Linked DNA regions of Ovis aries: region 2 is linked to region 1. A link is a contact called in public Hi-C data. All regions are on one chromosome and are shown on one strand. The core of a region is the stretch at or near the end of the contact, and the rest is flanking DNA. Distances in the headings are between cores, read along the strand shown. Region 1 has its middle 87 kb from the start of NUAK1. Region 2 holds the start of NUAK1 (NUAK family kinase 1).

What was found. Hi-C and Micro-C count contacts between places; a contact is called where the count stands out from the background.
Region 2: a Hi-C map of hypothalamus shows a contact between it and region 1, with 2.9 times the contacts expected there. The contact joins the promoter of NUAK1 here to the enhancer-like site in region 1. A contact is called at or near these places in 4 of 16 Hi-C or Micro-C datasets (hypothalamus, muscle, skin fibroblasts and 1 more).

What each region holds. Positions count from the first base shown.
Region 1 is chr3:175,065,926-175,068,625 of ARS-UI_Ramb_v3.0, forward strand. No RefSeq gene overlaps it. Among named protein-coding and RNA genes, the nearest start is that of NUAK1, 87 kb to the right of the region's middle. Within about 2 kb of position 1,401, at least 19 of the 54 cell types and tissues checked have an H3K27ac peak or open chromatin away from gene starts, as enhancers often do. A contact at or near this core is called in hypothalamus and tail adipose tissue, where this site is marked.
Region 2 is chr3:175,152,546-175,155,245 of ARS-UI_Ramb_v3.0, forward strand. NUAK1 (NUAK family kinase 1) reads right to left here and starts at 1,301. Exons shown (of 7, transcript XM_027967685.3): 1 at 289-1,301. The coding sequence starts at 531.

The DNA.
Region 1 (2,700 bases), core at 151-2,650:
TTAAATTTTTCTCCTTGCTCATTGATCAGCTTAAGCCAGGTTTGGAAAGAAAGGAAAAAGTGGAAGCAAGTGAAGTCACTCAGTCGTGTCTGACTCTTTGCGACCCCATGAACTGTAGCCTGCCAGTCTCCTCTGTCCATGGAATTTTCCAGGCAAGAATACTGGAGTGGGTTGCCATTTCCTTCTCCAGGGGATCTTCCTGACCCCGGAATCGAACTCGGGTCTACTACATTGCAGGCAGACTACTTACCATGTAAGCCTCCAGGGAAGAGGTTTGCCTCCCTTAAACAGATTGATTGAGTTATTTCACAGACAGCACTGCATCTGTTCAAGTTGGGACTCCAAGTCTCCAGGATGACCCGGAACCCAGAACCTTCAGTCTATGGAGCTCAAAGAATAGAAATACTGCCACCAGAGCCCTTTACAAAGCGAGGAGTGCTGCAGTAAGGAAAATCTGGTCTCCAGCAGCCCGAGTAGCTAATATGGACTGATTGGAGACCAGCCAATCAGCTTCCAAGTTTTAAATTCCCTGAACCCTTTAAATTTCACCCTAGATTCTGGATCAGGGAAACAGACTTGTGAGCTTGGCCTCCTGTCTCCTTGCCAATCGACCTCCCAATACAGCTCTTCTTTTCTCAAAAGCCAGTGTCGTAATATTGGCTTCTTTGTGCATCACATAGTGAGCCCCTGCTCAGTAACACTAAGACTGTGGATCTGTCCTAGAAAATGTTTTACAAGCGCGATCCGATCTGTGCTTTAGAGAGACACCTGTGGTGGCAGTGTGCAGGAGGGACTGAGGAAAGAAGAAGGCAGTATGCAGAAGGGAGTGGGGAAGGAAGGAAGAAAGATGAGCTGGTGTGGGAGAGGATAAGGGTGAAAACCAGGACGCTGGAGGTGGGAGCAGACATGGCATGGAGGGTGATGGAGAAACCGACTGGAGACGGAGGTGGAGAGCCGGCTCTTCCTAGGTTCTGTCCTCATCTGATGCCTTCAAGCAAAGCGGGAAACTAAAGAGGAAGAAAAGCAGGTTTTCTGGGTGGGGAAAAAGTGGCTTTTATTCTAATGCGTTGCATGGGAGAGGCCTGAAAAATATCACAGTGAGCATGTATCCCCAGGTCCCAGGAGAAGGCAGAGGGACTTGAGAAAACAAAAGTTATGGCCAAAAACAGCGAAAGGAAAGGGAGGGAGGAGGGATTGGGAGGGAGTGGGAAGCACAGTCAAGGAGGGAGAATTTAGAGCGTCTCAAACATGTGAGAGTGCTGTGGAGGACTCAGATCCTGCCGGCTGGGCTCTGTCCGACATGTGACTTCAAGTTCCCATCTGCTGCCTAATCATCCACGCCAGCCACTGCTCCCAAAGCACAAGGCTCTTAGGCTTCCCAGCAAAGCTGCAGCTTGGCACCGGCCAGCTGGCCTGATTTTGCAGAGATAAAGGCTGCTTGCGGGGACTTCATGGAACTCCAGATGGCACTCTGGGACACCTGCCTGCACGCCTTATGCTTCCCAGTTCAGTTCATTTGCTCAGTCGTGTCCAAGTCTTTGCGACCCCATGGACTGCAGCACACCATTCCTCCCTGTCCGTCACCAATTCCTGAAGCTTGCTCAAACTCATGTCCACCGAGTCAGTGATGCCATCCAAGCATCTCATCCTATGTCGTCCCCTTCGCCTCCTGCCTTCAGTCTTTCCCAGCATCAGGGTCTTTTCCAATGAGTCAGTTCTGGGAAGTCAGTTATACTTCCCAGGCCCCTGAATTCTCCTCTTTTCCTGCTTCCCATCCCCAAACGGCCTACGCAGCAGCCCCTTATCTGTCTCCTTCCTCCTGCCTCTGCCCCGTGAAGCAGTGGAAAGATCATGGACTCAGGAACCCAACAGACTTAGGTTAGTACCTTCACCAGCTGTGCAGTCTCAAGCAAGCTTCTTAACCTCTCTGAGGCTCAGATTCTTCACACAGAGAAAGAAATCAGCAATACTGGTGTCAACAGGCCTGTTGAGAGTAAATTGTCTAATACAGTGCAAAGTAGAAGCCCAATCAGGGTCAATCCCCATGTCCTGCCTGACACACAGCCTGTGCATCTCTTTTCAGAAGCAGTAAAGCTACAACCACAAGCTCCAGGGCCAGAGTGACAGCAATGAGCACAAGCTTTAGAGTGAGAAGGAAGGAGTATGTAATTGTGGGCTCGTCGTCTGTCTATCCTCTCTGAGCTTTGTCTTCCTCGTCCAGGAAATAGAGGCAGTAATAGCTCATGCCTATGCTGAGGATCTACCATGTGTCCCTCCAGAAGTACTCCCCACCTTTTGCCATGTGCTCTGAGCCCTTAGAAGGTGTTGATCACATCAGAAGATGTCCCTGCCCTGTGGGTCCCATTGAAGTTCAGCTGAGGGCGGGGTCGGGGGGAGGGGTAGCTACTGGCAGATCAGAGGAAGGGAGAAGAGTGCTGGCTCGGTCAGTGCCAAGCTCCCTCCCTTCAGGGTCACTGTGGAGCAGTATGGTGCCCAGGTCGCCAGTCCCAGGGGAAGATTCTAGACACTTCTACCCCCACTGCATCTTGTTACCAGAGTCTTCGAGAACACAGTGCAGTCAAATACGGGATGGAGCAAAGCTTTACTTTCACAGAGAAGAGATGGGACAAGGTCAGCTCCCAACAGTGGGTGTGGGTCCCCCCTGGCCATCAGGTCTCTCTCAGTGGTGGATTCAGGGCA
Region 2 (2,700 bases), core at 51-2,550, 87 kb after region 1:
GTGCAAAGTGTTTGCAAATCATAAACACTACTTTGCTGCCGGGATCAAAACCCCCAAAATATGCGCAGACAGGATGTAACAAGTGTTTCGGGAGAAAGACACGCCTGAGCCACGGGGGGCTGGAGCCGGGGGTGGGGGGCGGTGGTGAGAGTGAGGAATCTGTCTAGGGGTTCCGGAGAAGCCCCCTCTCGGACCAGAGACCCCCCTCTGCGCCCCAAACCCCGTCGCGTGAGCGCTGCGTCCCCAGCCGCGTCTAGACCGAGCCCGCCGGGTTTCCCCCCAACTCACCACTCGGCCCGAAAACCTCTCGGTGGCCCGCTTGACTTTGCCGTAGGTGCCTTTGCCCAGGGTCTCCTGCAGCTCGTAGCGGTGCTTCAGGTTGTGTTTGTGGTGATGCCGCTTCACACCGTGCGGCTTCCTGGGCTCCGGGCCCGCCGCCGAGGGGGCTGCGATCGCACCCGCCTCCGGCGGAGAGCCCGGCGCCCCCGGCCCCAAGTCCGGGCCGGCCGCGGGCGCAGCGGCCCCCTCCATGTCCGAATGCGGGGCGAGCAGGGCCGGAGAGGGCAGGACCGAGCACGGCGCTCGCGGTGTCGGGGTCCCAGCCGAGAGAAAGCTGGGCGCGCTCACGGTCGCCCCCGCAGCATCGGGAAGGCGGCCGGCTCCCGCCGGGGCTGCGGCTGGGTCACTGGCGGCGGCGGGGACTGCACATCTGGCGCCCCGGGCGCGCACGATCCGCGCACCGCCCACCGGCCGCGGCGAGCTGCGGCGCGTCGGGCGAGGTGGCGGCGGTGGCAGGGGAGGCGGTGGTGTTCGCAGGAGGGAGGGGAGAGGGGTGGCCCCGAGCGCAGGAGGGGGAGTGTTATGTGGGGCGCCGCGCCCCCAGACCCCTCCCCGGGAGGACGCGCAGACTGGGCGGGCGCGGGGGCGGGGGCGGCGCGCGGGCCGGCCCCCGGGGAGGGGGGCGAGGGGCGGCGCGGCCGGGGCTCCCCCCCAACTCCCGCCCGCCTCCCGGGCCTGGGGCCACCCCGAACTGGGAGGGGGATGGAAGCGTGTCGCGACTCGCCCTTTGTGCAGCGCCGGCTAGGCCGCGCCGGCGGCCAGGGGGCTTTGTCCTCGCTCGGCTGGGAAAGAGACGGGGGGGGTTCCCAGCCCGGGCGCCCCCTCCCCCGGCTCGCCCGCCGCCGCCGCCGCCGCCGCCGCCGCTACCGCGGGCTCGCCGCCGCCGCCGCCTCCTCGGACTTCGGCTCCGGCCGCGCGGCCTCCCTTCCTGCTTGCGCCCTGGCTGCGGCGACGGCGGCGGCTCGCCGAGCCCCGGCGCCGGGTAGACGAGAGCGCTCGGAGCCGGGGGCCCCCGGGGCCCGCTGGCGATCCGGCCGGGGGCGCTGCGGGCTCGGGCGCCCCTTCATTTTCTTTTAGGTGTCGCCGCGGCCGCCAGGCCGGAGACGGGGAGAGGCTGGGGGAGGGGAGGCGCGCGGGTGTTGGGTTACAGGCGGTGAGTCACGGCTCGCCCTCCCCCGCGGCGGTGCGCACCCCCTCGCGCTCAGCCCAGGCTGCCGCCCCCGCCTCGCAGACCCCCATCCCGGCTGGCGAAGGGCTGCTCTCCCGGGCCAGGGTCGGGGCAGCTGGGCGCCCCTGAAAACCCCGAGAGGCGCGTTGACCTCGGCCCCGCGCCCTCGCCGGAGAAAGGCGAAGGCGGGGAGGAAGGGAGGCTCCGAGGCTGAATCTGCGGCCGGTCGCCGCACTGCCGCCCTCCGACACTATCCAGGACTCCCGCCTGGGAGAGGAGATTTGGGTCGCTAGAGGTGCCTGGATGCAGCTGGGCGCCTACCCTGCCCGCCAAGGCTGTGTTTGGAGATGGGCAAACCAGGGACCTCGGATGGAGCAGGGCCTGAGACTGGCTAAGCCAGGGGCGACAGGCAGGCCGCTTGGCCCCTTGACCGTTTGTATTTCTCCATTAACTGAGATGGCCAGATCCTGGAGATGGTACCCAGTACCCCACCCCCACAAGCGAGGGTCAGGCAGGAAGGCCTACGACGGTGGCAAGGCTGCCACCTTCTAAGAAGCAGCAAGGGAAAATAAGGAAGAAAGCAAGAGAAAAAGGCGCTTCGGGAGTTTTTTCAATAGTGTGGTATACCAGACTGGGATGGGAAGAGTGAGGGGTGAGGAATGTCTGGTGCGTTCTGCAGATGGCCTGGTGGTTCATTTTTTCCCCAGTGAGCCGGACTTGCCCTTACTCCGCAGCTCTCAGGTTCAGCCCTCTGCATTCCTGCTGTCTTCAGGCCTGTCTATGCCTTATCACCTTACCCTGGATCCCGCAACAGCACGTCCTCCCTGCAAGTCCCCTCCGCAGTGCCAGAATAATAGCCTGTAACATTAGTCACCATACGTGTCCTCCACCCTTGCAGGGTCTCCCTGCCTGCCTCCTGCAACTATTCTGCTTTTATACAAAATCTGTAGACTTTGCATATGTAGATTAGAGAGTCAGTATAAATAACAGGCAGGTTGAGCCTGGCTTCCCAGTGGCTAGGCTGTGTGACATTTGTCAAATGACAGAGCTTCGGTGTTTTCTTGAAGTGTAGATTACTGGATCTGTTTTACAGGTAAACGGATCATGTCTACAGTGGTAATTAAAACTGTTAACCCTGGGTCTTTCCCTTCCCAGGGACGTGGTGTGCTGTGCTTAGTCACTCAGTCATATCC